5 separate regions of the Sus scrofa genome follow, and all the other regions are linked to region 1. The links are chromatin contacts, called in public HiChIP or PLAC-seq maps. All regions are on one chromosome and are shown on one strand. The core of a region is the stretch at or near the end of the contact, and the rest is flanking DNA. Distances in the headings are between cores, read along the strand shown.

Region 1 (3,265 bases), core at 618-3,117:
AGGAACTCCTTCATTAGCATTTTTAAAGAATAAAGTTCTGTCACTGAAAAAAGGTAGGTTCTAAAAAGCTATAGAGTCATCATTTGTTGAATAGTGAGTTACATTAAGAAACTCATAGCTTCATATCTGCGTATAGTCCTGTGGCGGGACTCGACTCGAAGTGGGGATCGGCCCCGAGGAAAGCTTATGGGGCTGCGGTGGTGTTGACAGAAGGGCCACTTCTAAGCCGTGTTTGACATCAGCGTCACAATCTCCCTGCATGATTCTGGGGCGTGTTCAACAACCTCCAACGAGCAGCCTGGGGTGTGGCTGGATGGGGGCTGGAGTGGCTGAGGACTGGCTATTAACCAAGCCAATATAACAAAGCACAAAGTAGAGAGCCTCCTCTTTCCTGCAATGAGTTGTTTTTAAGACAGTGTACTGGGAACGTTTTAAAAAGGTGACTAAGAGGCATAAGTCATAAGAGGGCTTTGCAAACACTAGTCAGTGAACCAGACTGAATGTGTATGCAGCCTCTTGGTGTGACTACCTGTGTCCAAGCTGCATTGAATATGGCACCCCCTGAACAGGGAGCTATTTAGCCAGAGAGAGAACCCACCCGGGTTTAGAGTGAAACAGACATTCTTGGAGTTCCCCTGTGGCTCAGTAGGTTAAGGATCTGGCGTTGTCACTGCTGCGGTGAAAGGGTTCAACCCCTGGCTCAGGAACTTCTGCATGTTACAGGTACAGCCAAAAAAAAAAAAAAAAAAAAAAAAAAGAAAAGAAAAGAAAAGAAAAAGAAATATGCATTTCTTTTAAAAAGAAAAATAAAAAATATGTGTTCCTCTAATACTCTTAGAAGTCTGAGAGCTAAGGAAAAGAAAGACAAAAGGGTTTTTTTTTGGCCTTTTTAGGGCCACACCTGAAGCACATGGAGGTTCTCAGGCTAGGGGTTAGATCGGAGCTGTAGCTGCCAGCCTACACCACAGCCACAGCAACATGGGATCCGAGCCTTGTCTGTGACCTTCACCACAGCTCACGGCAACACCAGATCCTTAACCCAATGAGCAAGGCCAGGGATCCAACCTGCGGGCTCATGGATGCTAGTCAGATTTGTTTCTGCTAAGCCACAATGGGAACTCCCAAAAGGTTTTATTTAGCACTGGACACTGGGGACACATTTTGTCAGGATTCAGTCCAAAAAATGTCATATTCTAAATGTCAGATCAGCAACCTAGAAAGAGTCACTCTTCCCTTTATGTTCTTTTCAAGCCTGTGGGGAGCGATAATGCATCCTGTGATGGCTCAGCCAAGTCCAGCCTCCTCGCTCAAGCACCTTCACTCCTGACTTGGCCAGTGATGCCCAGGCCACAGGGCATTCCTGGGTCCTCACCTTTCTACCCCATCTTCTCTCCCGCCTCCTCGGTCCCCTTGTGGGCTCCAGCCAGTGACAGCTGGGTGGATGCACCTGAGGACCACTAAAGCTCTGGGCAGGTGGAGGAAGAGCTCAGGGGGGATGGCGGCTTTGTTTCCACAGACTGCATCTGGAAGGGGCCAGCAGGGGGCAGGTTTCCGCCCCTCTCTTTCCAAGACAGTTGTCTTGTGACTCAGCTCAATGAGGAGGGAAAAACCCATCTCTCAAGCCTGGAGCTTGGTCTCAATCCAAAGCTACTTACAACAATCTTGTTGTTTTGATTTTTGGAGCCAGAGGTAATGCTAGACGCTCGAATTTGGCCGGAATGTTTTTATCAGCTCCAGTGAATCAACCCACCACAGTGGGACATCCGGACGCCCGGCCCAGAGACAAAGCAAAGGTCTGATTTGGTGGTTGAGACTCGGGTATAACAAGCAGACCAAAAGCTTTAAAGACTGTCTCTGCTGTCAGCCATGTGATCTGGTGAAAACCCACAGGAAGTTCAGCAAACAGATGTAGGGCTCAACTGCAATAACTATATTACCACAAAAGTTCAATGGCGTTTTTCCTCTTCTACCTAAAGATTATATAGATAGCATTAGAAACGCCAGCAAGCACTGACATGGCTCCAAGAGTGCTTGGTGCAATTTAAAATCAAATAGCTAGATAACACATTAAAAAAAAAAATTCCTGAAAAGACTGTATCAAGCCTCTAAATAGGCAAGTGACTGGTGATGGTCAGTAGCGAGGTGGCCTGTCACTGCTGGGAGATGGGGTGGGACAGACGAGGAGAGCTCCTACAATGCACGAAGGGGCTACTGTGGGCAGGTTCTGCACAGCTGGAGAGTAAACTGGTTTCAAGATTCTGTCTTAAAAAGATATCAAGGTAGGCATTTTACAGGCGATTATTTTATCCAGGGGTGATGTTGGATGATGAACCAGTTTCCCTAGTATTTCTTCCCTATTTTTCTTTTCTTTTTTTTTTTTTTTTTTTTGGTCTTTTTAGGGCTGCACCCAAGGCATGTGGAAGTTTCCAGGCTAGGGGTCGAATCGGAGCTACAACTGCCAGCCACAGCCACAGCCACACGGGATCCAAGATGCATCTGTAACCTACACCACAGTTCACGGCAACTCTGGATCCTTAACCCACTGAGCGAGGCCAGGGATCAAACCCGTACCCTCATGGATACTGTCCGGTTTGTTACCACTGAACCATGATGGGAATTCTTCCTCCCTTCTTTTACTCTGTGTTAATACTGGGTCCTTCAACTAAACGTTGGTGAGCGCCAACTATCTATGAAGCACTGTGCTTGAGGCTGCAGAGGAAAGAGGAATAGCTGTTGCTCCTCTAACGGGGGTATGATTTAGCAGGAGGCAGAACGTGACACAAGATGGAAGAACAATGCTCAGGAGAGGTGTTCTCCCAGGCAGACTGGCTAACACTGGGCTTGGAAGACTGCTGGTCGGCTTTGAAGAGCAAGCTCCAGGAAAAGAATCCATATGATCAACTCAGCTCAATTATGGTCTGAACAAGGAGGCCACGGCCTACTCTTCTATGCATAATGGAATGTGCTGCTGATGGATCACATATTATTACCTAACTTGATAAGCAAAAGATAAGCACTGGCCTACGAATAACAGCACTGCTGACCGTGGAGCAGTTCCATTTTATGCAAATTCGTTTCAAAATTAGTGAAAAACCTAAATTCAAAATACAGAAGATTATAGAGGGCTATTTATTAAAAGTTACAAATGAGGAAATACAAAGCTAGAAGGAAGAAGTCCACCATGAGGAGGCTCGGAGGGCAGTCACGATACCTTGCATACCTAAGAGCATGATGGCCGGCCAGGCAGCGGGGACCTCACGGACCT
Region 2 (2,957 bases), core at 58-2,557, 160 kb after region 1:
AATGATCTGAGCCATGTTGCTGACAATGCTGAGCCACAAAAGAACTCCCAATGCTGTAATTTTGGAACATGATGGCTTATTTAAAACAACAATGAATTAAAATTCAAAGCTGAAACAGGATGGCACCAGAAAGATATTTTTAATGATAACATATCTAAAAATAATAAAATGAAAACTAAACTCACCTCAGAAAAATATTTGAATAACAAATATTAATAGGCAAGGAAATAACTACTGCATTTATACAAGTATAAGTCATCAGAAGAAACACCATTTGATTATGTAAGAGGGAAAATCAGCTTCTCTAAATATACAAAAACAGAGAATGCACTCCCCAGAACCAGATTAGGAATAACACGATAATACATATAGCTTCATTATGCAAAAGAATGCAACACGTATTGGGAAAGTTAGTTCTATGGTTTTGGTTATGGGGAGGCATGTTAAATTTCCACATGCTATAAACAAATAAGGCCACATTACCCTATGAGAAGACTACTTAGTCTTTTTAATTCTTTTTTTTTTTTGTCTTTGTAGGGCCACACCCATGGTATATGAAGGTTCCCAGGCTAGGGGTCTAATCAGGAGCTGCTGCTGCCAGCCTATGCCAGAGCCACAGCAATGCCAGATCCGAGCAGCATCTGCAAACTACACCACAGCTCACCGCAACACCGGATCCTTAACCCACTGAGCGAGGCCAAGGTTTGAACCAGCAACCTCATAGTTCCTAGTCAGATTCATTTCTGACTCATACAGGTATATACATTCCTCAGTACATAGAGAGCAGTGATTTAAGCCCCATGCCAACAAATTCAAATCCAAGAATACAAATACACCAGGGCTGAGTTAGTTAACAAAACAATAATTTTAAGAGTTCTTTTTACTGTTTGGGGTAATATTCCCATGACAGCAGAACAGAACCACTACCATCTTAGTTGTAAAAAGCAGTGCCAATTAAAGCCAAACTGACTTTGATCTCACTTAAGGAGAAGATGCGTACATGAGTTACATTCACAAATTTGCAACTGATGCCTCTTAGTTTTCATCATGGTTCTAGCTCAACTGGATCATCTTTCAGTGAAACCACAAGTTATTAATGTATATAGATTTGCTGTATAAACAGGTTCTATTATCATTATTAGATTCAAAAGAGGAAGGGAGGGACTAGAAAACCAGACAGCAAGAGTGAAATACAATTTCTTTAAACTATGGTAACAGGAAATACCACAAACTCTTATCATCATCACACCAAGAGTCATGCAAATTGGTAGCCTGGGTTGCATTTGCTGCTTAGTGCCAGGCACAGAAATCAAGGAAGTGGTTCTTGGAGTTCCCGTCGTGGCGCAATGGTTAATGAATCCGGCTAGGAACCATGAGGTTGCGCCTTTGATCCCTGGCCTTGCTCAGTGGGTTAAGGACCCGGCGTTGCCATGAGCTGTGGTGTAGCTCGCAGATGCAGCTCGGATCCCGCGTTGCTGTGGCTGTGGTGTAGGCCGGCGGCAACAGCTCCGATTTGACCCCAAGCCTGGGAACCTCCATATGCCCCAGGAGCGGCCCTAGAAAAGGCACAAAGACCAAAAAAAAAGAAAAAAAAAAAAAAAAAAAAAAAAGGAAGTGGTTCTTGAGCTCTTTTCTTTAAACTAGACTATCACAACATATCACCTCCATGTCTTGCCTGCTACAGTAATATACTGTTATTCAAAACAAGAAAATAGCAAGAATTACAAAGTCAACAGAACGTTGGGTTTTATGGACCTGTTAATCCACAATGATGCTCTCTACCTGACCAGTAAGAGCAATCCAGAGGCTACTTTACGATTTGCTAAACTATGAAAAATACTCCCCAAATATACTATTTTTACTGCATACTCAGAAGTAAAATTACCTGCAGCTACGTATGCACTGGTTTTAGATTAATTTGCCAACATTTCTTTTACTTTCTAATATTTTACAGAAATGATACTAAAATACTATTATATGTTGTTGCATCCCTATGTTCAAACATGCTTGGGGAAGTTTAGGGCTGAAGGACATTATATAAATCCTAAAAGGTGGACTCACTCCAACCAGACACAACCACTCTTTGCGCAGATTCCCAGTGTGGCCACAACCACTGTGTGCCATGATGTAGAGACCATACAATAAACTTCTACTGCCCTGAGCAATAGGGGACTGGAGCTTCCTACTGGCTTCTAGTGTGTGCTACTTGAGAATAAATGCACAAAGGAAAAGGATTAACTGAATCAACATCAGATACACCAAGAATAAACTTAAAATAACAAACATTTTAAAGTTTGTCTAAATGTCACCTGGATAAAAAAATGTACATACATGGATAGTAACTATAATTTTAAATCCCCCAGAAAGCTTCTGCTTGTTTATTCAGTTAGAAGGATGACACAATTGTTCATTAGAGGAGAAACGAGACCTTTAGTCACTCCTGGAAATTACATTCAGTTGCTAATTGCTCTTACTTTTTCTTCCCCCAGTGGTAAGTAAAATGTAAAATATATCCTTTGGGTTACCTTGAAAATCTGCCTATAAATGCTTGCTTTGTGAAAATGGGTTAAAAACCTTTTGAGAACAGCTTGAATCTACTATTACTCTGTGAAGAAAAAAGAAATCAAAACTATAGCAAAAATTAAGGCCAAACTTAGTCATCTGGGATACAACACTATGAAATTTAGGATTAGTAGCTTTGAATAACAGGAGGCACTGCATGTTTAGAGAGTAGAAACCAGACTAAATAGTACCTACAGAATTTACAGGAACAAGAAATACAGTTCTGTTTCTATAGTCTATGGTGTAATTTTGAAATTTAGCCAGTTGTATAAACTATCCCCAAGTGAAATTTTGAGTGGGCAGAGAAGTATAAGAATTTAAATACAAATAGTTTATTTTATTTTATTTCTTTCTTGGCCGCCTCACAGTATATGGAGTTCTTGGGCCAGGGATCA
Region 3 (3,041 bases), core at 263-2,762, 230 kb before region 1:
TACTGAGAACCTTTGAGAGTGTTTTAAGCTGGAGAGCAACACCGCAGAAAGCATAAAGGAGAGTTTGTTTATTCACTCAACAAACACTGAGAACAATGCTACTTCTTTACTGAACTGAAAAGTCTCCCAGACACTTTTCCTGCTAGAAATGTGCTGACATATAAAGTCAAATAAATCTGAGGCACTCCCTAGCCAGAGAGACCCACGGGTAACTCAGTGGATGGTGGAAAGTGCAGTGCTCAAAATAAGGTGAGAGTGGGAAGCGGGAATGTGGGCGCCCAGAAGGCAAATGAGATGAGCTCTTCCTGGCAAGGGCATCTTAGCAGAGAACAATCTGACTAGAACCGTCAATCAAGCAGGCTAAGGAGCAGGAAGGGGAGGGCTGGGAACACAGCTTGAAAATTAAGGAGAACCTCTCTCCATGAACAGTATATTCCAGCACTAATCTTAGGCACAGACCCCTCCTGGAATGTTCCTCTGAGAATGTAGCCTTCCCAGGGCAGGTACACAGCCCCTGGGCACTGGTTTAGCGGCAAAGTTCCTCCAGGTCCAACAGCTGCTGCTATGAATATCCAGCTTAAACAACCATTCCTGTAACCTCCGCAGAAATAACTCCCCACAGTTTTGTCCCCTCCAGAGCTGTCGTCCCTCTCTTCCACTTGAGAGCCAGGTCACACTGTGGTGTGATGCTGCTGACCTACTGAGAAAGCCCCCTCCCCAAACACACACACACACACACACACACACACACACACAGATGTGCCTGCCTCTGAGGCTGTCCAGATCCTTGACTTCCTCAAGATAAAACTTGGGTCTCCCCCCATCCACCACTCCCCAACCCTCGCCTAGCCCCCCCCCCCACTTAAATGTCCTACTTCCTTAGCCAGACTCTGCAAACTGAAATGTGAAATTTGAAGCCAGTGTTCCCCTTAGCAACCATGGTAACACAGGATCTGATAGAGAGCCTGGAGTTATAAAAATACCAGCTTCCACCAGACACTGGTTTCCAAAGGGAAACCAGTCTCCACGCCAGAACCGTTTTTAAACAGTCTTAAAACTCGAGAGTTTTCCAAACCCATCTCAACATGGCTTCAGGAGAACATCTCTTCACTTCCGTTTTGGAAGGTGGTGCGGTTGCAAGTGTTGGATATTTTCTCTAAAATTTAGAGATGCAAAGAGGAAGTGGCTTTCTGAGAATTCGGTAGCAGTGTCAACGATATATAGGTGGGAGCGGTTTTTCTTAAGCGTCAGATATCCGGCATTTTGAAACAGTCAGATTGAATTGTCACCAGGGCTTGCATGTTCCCTCCCAGCGAGCCCTCAATGCCATCAATCCTCCTGATTATAGCGGGGGAATAATTTGATCTATCCACCTTTCATTGAGAACAGTTTTCATTAACATAACTATTTTCTAGCAGGAATTATACGTTTAAGGCTTCCAATGGAGAGGTAAGAGGCAGAGTTGTCTAAACTCTGCTCAGCGCCAAAAAGGAAAGTCCTGCATCCCTCCCCCACGGAGGCCCTGCCGCACAGCCTATTGCCTTGTTCCAGCGCTGCCTGCAGGGGGCGCCTGGCCTTACAGGTTGGGGGTAAGGGGCTCTTCCTGGAGGCAGGGGGCCTCCCGCGTCCCAACCTCCAGACCCGCCTCCGCAGCCCTGGGCGGACTGGCTCTCCCCACCTTCCTCCGCGCTCTCCTCCTGCTTCCTCTTATCTCCTGGGGCCATGCCTTGTAATTTTGAAAAATATTCTCAGTAATTAATGTCTGAACTTCAAGAGGCCCCTGCTTTCTGCAGCGTCGCGAGGAAGGCGGGAGGGGGCCGGGAGGGGCGGGGGTGCGGATTTTTCCTAAGCTGACGAATGGAGGGTGGAGGATAAATTGTTTCTTGCTGGAGTCGTGTGTACAGGGTACACACATATATACACACAGGCATGTGTCTGTCTCTAGATTTTTTTTTTTTTTTTAATTCTTTTGGGTTTAAAAACAAAAAGGATGCCCGGCCCTCGAGCCCCTTCCCCTGCCTCCCAGGGGTGTTTTCCCAGGTCATCCCAGTGAAGTGAGGGTCTGCTCACCTTGGGGGCACGAGGTGAGATAGGCTGGAACATTTTCAGAGTGTGAGGGTCCTGGTGGGGGGATTGGCTGAGAGGGAGAGGGAGTGACCTATATAGTTAGAGGATAAGAAACTAAGCTGTGGTGTGAAGCACGGCCATCAGGAACTTCCGAAAACCCAGAAGTCAAAAAAAAAATTTTTTTTTTTGCCTGAGTTCCCGTGTGGCTCAGCAGGTTAGGAACCTGACTAGTATCCATGAGGATGCAGGTTGATCCCTGGCCTCTCTGAGTGGGTTAAGGATCCCGCTTTGCTGTGAGATGTGGTGTGGGTCACAGACGAGGCTTGGATCTGGGGCAGCTGCAGCTTGATTTGATCCCTTGCCCAGGAACTTCCATGTGCCTCAGGTTTGGCTCTAAAAAGAAAAAAAAATTGTCTGTTTCCCATCATAGGGTGCTTATAAGCAGCCCCTCTGAGACCTGGCCTGACTGGGACCCCTCCGTGTCCCCCCAACCCCCACGCCAGCCCTGCCAGGCCTTCCTGCCCCAGCTCAGGTCCTGTTTAGCCAGCAACTTGGGTGCCAAGGGTTGTGCTGGTTGCTGGGGCCTGGGCGTGAGCACACCCTGGGTGGTTCCTGCCTGCAGAGCTGCTGTCCACTAAGGAGGCGACAGGAAAAACAAAGCACCCTGTGCTGGGAGCTGCTGTATAAGTCACACACAACCCTCTCCAGGACCCACACCGATCCTGCTTTAACCTGCTGCAGCTCTTGGAGTCCAACCATTTACATTCAGCCTTTGATGATACCCTACTCACTGCTGTCCCTTCTCCAGGGGTAAATGTTTAGGCAGCACTTGCTGGTCTGGACACCAACAAGTTAGGAGATGACTTTTCCTCCTCTTTTCTGTCTACCTCAGGTCCTAGCTGGAGCCTGATTCCTTATGATGGCGCCATTACCATTGCCGCCAGCAATGATCAGTAGGTAACCAGTGGCCTGGG
Region 4 (3,081 bases), core at 567-3,066, 190 kb after region 1:
GAATGACGACCCATTTTCAACATGCTTTCCCCAGAAAGACTCTGAATAACTTTCCCTGCTACTGAAAGAAGCCCCAGACACACCTGAGATTTGAGAGCATAACTAGATTCCCCTCCCTGAAGGGAAGAGAACAACTCCCCTGCAGCCGCTCATCCTGGCTCTCCTCATGCTAATTGTATCAAGCAAATTATCCGTAAGCGTCTTCTGCTTGTGACCCCAGGAATCACTTTCGAGGACAGTACCGAAAGGATGAGCTACAAACAAATGTTTGTCAAGAGTTTTGAGGCTCATTAATAATGAACAGTAAGAGTCACTCGGAATCAAGTCTGTATTTTATCCCCATGCTGCACATTTGGAGAGAAGAGGCTGGCTAACACTTAAATGTGCTCAACACTGTTCTGAAAGATTTTCACGTTATATTGTTGTAATCCTCACAATGATGCTACAAAATAGGAATTATTATCCACATTTTACAGATGAGGAAACGTACACATGAAAAGGTCTGAAAACTTGTCCAAGGTCACACAGCCAGTAAGAGGCAGAGGTGGGCCTCACTACAGTGTGTACTGCTAACCACTACCATACGCTGTTCCTCACACATGCACAAGGATTTTCTTTCCAGAACTGTTATGTCTACGTACGTGCATACGCACCGACAACTTAAATGTCCACATGGCATTATTAATTTCACTGGATAAATTCAATGACATTTTGAAGCCATCATGTTACAGAACTACGTCATCTCACACACACACACACACACACACACACACACACACACGCATAATGTGTGCGTAATGTGACTACTAAGTGATACACTGGACAAAGAGATGATTCATGTCCCAGGCAGAACAGCACAAAAATGACATACAATTAAACACTTATAAACCGTTTATTTCTGGAATTTTCCATTTAGCATTTTCAGCCCATAGTTGACCACAGGTAACTGAAACTGAGCAAAGTGAAATCTTGGGTACCAGGGGACCACTGTATACGTACAGTGCCATGCCTTGCTTTTCAGCATATCTTGAAAAGCCTTATTATTTTTTTAAATTTTTATAGCTACACACTGTCTACTGTATCAATGTACAATACTGAATTACGTCTCTATTGATTTAGAGTCGTTTCTCATCTTTTTTGTTATAAAGAAAAACACTGCCAAAATAAACCTGTACATTGTCACTTTCACAAATGTGGAAGTATGACAGTTGGCTCACAGGGTAATGTACTTAGAATTTGTTTACATATTGCCATACTGTTCTTCATAGGAGCCATACCAATTTACACTCCTACCCAAAATTTTGAGAATGTTACAAACACCCAAACAGATCCTCCTAATCGAATATGTGGAAAATGGCATCTTAGTGAAGTTTTAAATTGCATTTTTCTTAATAGTGTGAAATTGAGTGTTTAAAAAAAAATATATGGATTATTTGATAACTTTTTTATAACTTAAAATGTTTTTAACTTTGTGAATACATCTTTAGGCAAATTGGTCACTACTTTCCTAAGGCCTACAGGCAGCTATGGGCCTGGCTTGAATTCAATGAGGTATTATTTTTACCACTTTTCAGAAAATGTCAAGAAAGTCAATAGCAAGGATTAGACTATGAGGACAATAACCAGATTTTATTTCCCCTAAGCCTAGCACTGGGCCTGGTGTACCACAGGTGTCCAATAAAATGTTTGCTTTAAAAAAAAAAAAAAAAAAAATGGCACCAGAAGATGTTTTCTTTGGAAGTTTATAGCGCAACAGCACCACCAAGGGGCACTTTAGCTAAAGCATCCCCCCCCCATCAAACGTCCTCCAGCCAGATCTCAAGGCAAACACATAATCAACTGGAGACAGTGTGACTGATGTACAAATGCCATTTCCAGACAATCTCCTAGCTCCACCCTCCAAACGTCATGCTGCCCCCTCAACCTCCCCCACATAGGACTTCTGCAGCTGCCAGTGCCAGAGTGAACATAAGGCCAGTCATACTGCCCCCAGGGAAACACAGCCCTTAAGTTTTCTCAACCCAAAGACAAGAGCTGGCCATTATCAACCACTAGGTGACCAGCAAGTGCAGCCCCATGAGCGTTTATAAGACAGGAACTCTGTCCATTAGTCTAAGTAAAGACACCATTCATTATTGGCAAGTGGGCATTCCTTCTGAACCAAAGAAATACAACACAGGCAAAAGTCAGGGGAGAGAACTTTTATGTCAAGTGTAAATTAAACAAAGGAAAGAAAAATGCAAAGATAGCATTTGAATGCATTCAGCTTTTCTTTTTTGAATCGAAATCTAGACATTTATCTTAAGCCTAGAATTTGAGAAGGAAAGTAGTCTTTCATTTTCCCAGCTTCACCAGTTCATGACAGTCTTGTGGCAGCTACTGTTCAAAGACGGCCACAAATCAACCAAGCCTCCCAGCATTTATGTCCTTGTGTGGTCCGCTCCTTTGAATCTGTGCTGGTCCTGTGACCTGTTTTTGACTGATAAAACGTGGTGAAAGCGACACTGTGGGATAGGTGAGCTAGGTCGTCAGAAGCCTTAGCTTTTCTCACTCTTGGGATGTTTATTCTTGGGAGCATCCCCTTGAGAACCTGTGAGAAAACCAAGCTTTGTGGACAGGTCTCATGGAAAAACTGAGATGCTCTAGTCACCATCTCAACAGACCTCCCAGCTGATAGGTGGCATCAACCGCCAGCCATGAGACTGTTCATACTGGACATCCAGCCTTGCTGCTGTCCGAATGCAAGCATGTGAGAACACTTGAGTGAGTATCACTCAGCCAAGCTGAGAATCCACAGCACTGGGAGAGATCATTATGAATTGTTGCTGTAAGCTACTGAGTTTTGGGGTGGTTTGTCACACAGCAATAAACAACCAGGACAAATTTATTTTATAGTCATACCCAGGCAAGATGAGTAATAAACTTCTAAGACAATTTACCACAGTAAGCTCCCCATCTTATGACTTTTAAAGATTCAAGAAACCATGTGTCCTTACAGGGAATAAATATGATTTATAGATTCTGTATATCCCCTTTCTCTTCGAAGCTCTAATAACTGCGTTCCCAGTAAATATTTATTAA
Region 5 (3,025 bases), core at 365-2,864, 130 kb before region 1:
GTGAACCCAGTCCACGGCTGCTGCATGAACTCGTGGTCGTTGGGCCGCTGCAGGCTGTACGCTTTCTCATAGTCAAAAGCCTTGATGGAGAAACCGGGGAACACTTTGTGTACCAACAGCGTCCTGGAGTCCGGGTTGTCCAGTGTGGCTGACTTGATGAAGATGGGGTAACTGCTGCGGTTGTACACCCACACGCCATCCACTTCCCGCGTGAGCTGGATGCCACAGCCGATCTTGCTCCGCACTTTCTGCACCAGCTGACTCTTGTTGTCCGAATTGAGCTGTCCAAGGCAAAAGCCATTCCCCTGAGGTAGATCATAAAAGATATCCAGGGAGGGCTCCTGGACACAGTAGAGCCTCCCCACTCTCGTCTTCTCCTCCCAGTATGCCACCACGCACCAGTGTGACCGATCCCCAGGCTCCAGAAGAAGTTGGGAATCTAGAAGACAAAATGGCAGACATGGTGGGTGATGATGGGGACTGGCATTTTCCTCTTCCTCCCAAACCAAGATGACGTGCACATCCGCACTCCTGGGCCGCCAGGCCCACTGTTTCTCAGTGCAAGACAGAAAGAGATGATAGGGCACTGGATGTGCCACAGGCTGTACAGTTCCCCTATGGGGGGCTTGGAGATCTTAACCCAGTGATGGAAGAGCGGGGCCTCTAAAGCATGGGGGTCCCTGATCCCTCTGCTCCCCCGCATCCTATCAGGAACCCAGGACACCAACCCTACCAGTGGAAGCCCCATCCCTGCAGAATCAGAAGCCAGGACCACTTAGTAACTTAGTTGGAGGGCTTACTTTTAGGGCTGGGAGAGGCCTTCTAGACAGGTCTAAAATTATAGTCCTTTAAACTGGATGGAACCTTGCAGGCCAGCTGCTCCAGCCCCTTGTCATCCTCATGAGAAAACCTGGCCTCAGGAAGTCTGTTGCTCAGGCCCCAGGGATGACACAGCCAGACCTTGACCCCAGGACCACCTGCTAAACAGTCTCTGTGCTTGTCACCCAGTCCTCAGATCAATGCCTTGGTCATCAGGGAGCACTGTCTGGGGGAAACTTTAATGGAGGTGGCTTGGGATAAAAATACCTATCTTCCTAATAGAAAAACAACTCAGTGTGTCTGTCCCCGGCAGCTCTGTACACAAAGGGTGAGCTCCTGTCAACACGCCAAGTCACAACATGCAACTTGGTGTCAGCCCCGACTACCTCCGGCCCAGATGGAAGATTGTGTGTCTCAAGTGGGTACAACCATGCCTTTGGCGGGGGGGAACCCTCCTCCTCCTCCTCCCCCTCCCTCCCCAGAAGCATCTAGACTGGGTGTCCTCCCCCTCCTTCTTCTGTCCGCCCCTGGAGGCCCCACCCCGGCTTTCCTAGACGTGCTTTCTTCCCACGGCAGCCAGCAGGGGAGGCTGGGGTGAGTCTGCTAAGGTGATTTTTCCTGAACAGGCGCTTGGAGGTCTTTTAAAAGGGAGGATATATGGAAGCCAGGGGGCCCCGGCGGCTGGCATTCCGACTCTTCCTCAAGCTGGAGCCGGCGGGGTAGGCCTCAGACTGGGAGCCATAAATCTCCCGAGCCCAGCCGGGCTGCAGGAACGCTGCGGTTTGTGGTGGCAGGGCGGAGACCGGAAGTCTTGTATTTGTTAACAAAAATGGGGAAAGGCAGGGGAGAGCAGGGCCGGCGGCAGAGCCCTCCTCCCGCCCTCCCTGTAAGCTCCTGCTTCTCTGTTACTGGGGGGCTTGGGGTTGAAGGCAGGGGTTGGCGGGAGGTGTCTTTTGCTCTGTTAGGCCTTTTTGATTTTTGGAAGCGATGATGGGTTATATGGCACAGCGGCTGGGGGTTGGAGGAGGGCTCAGGCCCCGCATCCCGCCATCCCCGCAGGCCGGGGAGCCAGGGCAGCTCAGCATGCCAACTCCTTCCAACGTTTCTAGGCATGTTCGGGCCTGGGAGCCAAACCAGGCAGCTCCATTAACTTTTTTTTTTTTTTTTTTTTTTTTAAAGCAGCAGCCAGTCTTGCATGGAGGCATCCTATGTATGAATAAGTCTGTACAAATGTACTACCCATCGAGGCAGCCACCAACACCCACCCTGAGTGGCAATCCCCTAGACACCCCACCGGCTGGGACAGCTACAAAAATGGGGAAAGCTGAGGGGTCCTTCCTCCCCTCAACCCCAACCCCATGAAATATCAACACCAGAAACTTGGTCACCTGCGTCCCCCATGCATCTCTAAAGCTCAAGTGTGGGAGAGGCTGTGTCCATGAGCATAGTGTGAACGCACTTCGAGTGTGTGCTCTGTGTGTGTGTGTGTTTGCAAGCACACACCCGGGAACATATGGAAAAACGAGAGGGACCAGGGCTCCAAGCTGAAGGTGACTCGTCAGGCATTAACTTGTTTCTGCAAAGTATCCATCAACTGCTAATAAACTCGCGAGCGCTGGCAATCTTTGAACCCTCTTGCCGAGGGAGTTCAGCTCTGAAGGCTACACCAAAGACCCATAACATCCATGTAAATAAAAATGTCCTGGCAGCCAAGTTTGCTGAGGGAGGAGAAAGCCCTTACCTGCCTGCCTGTCTGAGCGGGGAGGGTGTTTGGAAATATAAGCTATCGCTTATGCTCCCAACTCGGGACAACAAATTGGCCTGGAAAGGAAGACTCGAGAGTTGCTGGGAGGAAGGTTCGGGAGACCCTTGGGGGAGCCTCACAATACTTTGTTTCATGGAGCTCCCCTGAAACCTGGCACCCGCTGGAGCAGGGAGGTGAGGCAGGGGGAGGGGGAGGAGGAGGACAGGGTCCTAGGGATCAAATTGCCCCGGTGCCAGGCCCACAGACAAGGGATGGGGGGCCTCTGTGGGCTGAGGAAGCTGGGCGGGGGCAGAGGATTGAGGTCGCCCAGCGGAGGGGAGGGGAAGGGGGGGGGCCTTCTGGCGGGTTTCTCTTTCATCTGTGCTGCCCGCCAGTCCACCCAGCAATTTGCTGCCAGACATCCCCTGGAAAAAGCCTTTTGCTGTTGAGGTTAATGGCCCA

Evidence for each region. HiChIP or PLAC-seq counts read pairs in DNA pulled down with a chosen protein or histone mark.
Region 2: an H3K27ac HiChIP or PLAC-seq map of alveolar macrophages shows a contact between it and region 1. The contact joins two enhancer-like sites. A contact is called at or near these places in 1 of 47 Hi-C or Micro-C datasets (embryonic fibroblasts) and 1 of 2 datasets of contacts at active chromatin or transcription factors (alveolar macrophages).
Region 3: a contact with region 1 is called in an H3K27ac HiChIP or PLAC-seq map of alveolar macrophages. The contact joins two enhancer-like sites. A contact is called at or near these places in 1 of 47 Hi-C or Micro-C datasets (embryonic fibroblasts) and 1 of 2 datasets of contacts at active chromatin or transcription factors (alveolar macrophages).
Region 4: a contact with region 1 is called in an H3K27ac HiChIP or PLAC-seq map of alveolar macrophages. The contact joins two enhancer-like sites. A contact is called at or near these places in 1 of 47 Hi-C or Micro-C datasets (alveolar macrophages) and 1 of 2 datasets of contacts at active chromatin or transcription factors (alveolar macrophages).
Region 5: a contact with region 1 is called in an H3K27ac HiChIP or PLAC-seq map of alveolar macrophages. The contact joins two enhancer-like sites. A contact is called at or near these places in 1 of 47 Hi-C or Micro-C datasets (embryonic fibroblasts) and 1 of 2 datasets of contacts at active chromatin or transcription factors (alveolar macrophages).

Annotation. Positions count from the first base shown.
Region 1 is chr1:98,648,759-98,652,023 of Sscrofa11.1, forward strand. The region is part of intron 16 of DYM (dymeclin); the gene reads right to left. Among named protein-coding and RNA genes, the nearest start is that of SMAD7, 110 kb to the left of the region's middle. Within about 2 kb of position 1,868, at least 14 of the 83 cell types and tissues checked have an H3K27ac peak or open chromatin away from gene starts, as enhancers often do. A contact at or near this core is called in alveolar macrophages, where this site is marked.
Region 2 is chr1:98,804,349-98,807,305 of Sscrofa11.1, forward strand. All of the region lies in intron 13 of DYM (dymeclin), which reads right to left. Among named protein-coding and RNA genes, the nearest start is that of DYM, 220 kb to the right of the region's middle. Within about 2 kb of position 1,308, at least 2 of the 83 cell types and tissues checked have an H3K27ac peak or open chromatin away from gene starts, as enhancers often do. A contact at or near this core is called in alveolar macrophages, where this site is marked.
Region 3 is chr1:98,418,304-98,421,344 of Sscrofa11.1, forward strand. All of the region lies in intron 10 of CTIF (CBP80/20-dependent translation initiation factor), which reads left to right. Among named protein-coding and RNA genes, the nearest start is that of SMAD7, 120 kb to the right of the region's middle. Within about 2 kb of position 1,513, at least 38 of the 83 cell types and tissues checked have an H3K27ac peak or open chromatin away from gene starts, as enhancers often do. A contact at or near this core is called in alveolar macrophages, where this site is marked.
Region 4 is chr1:98,843,450-98,846,530 of Sscrofa11.1, forward strand. All of the region lies in intron 13 of DYM (dymeclin), which reads right to left. Among named protein-coding and RNA genes, the nearest start is that of DYM, 180 kb to the right of the region's middle. Within about 2 kb of position 1,817, at least 5 of the 83 cell types and tissues checked have an H3K27ac peak or open chromatin away from gene starts, as enhancers often do. A contact at or near this core is called in alveolar macrophages, where this site is marked.
Region 5 is chr1:98,514,382-98,517,406 of Sscrofa11.1, forward strand. It overlaps SMAD7 (SMAD family member 7), which reads right to left. Exons shown (of 4, transcript NM_001244175.1): 4 at 1-439. Among named protein-coding and RNA genes, the nearest start is that of SMAD7, 26 kb to the right of the region's middle. Within about 2 kb of position 1,615, at least 37 of the 83 cell types and tissues checked have an H3K27ac peak or open chromatin away from gene starts, as enhancers often do. A contact at or near this core is called in alveolar macrophages, where this site is marked.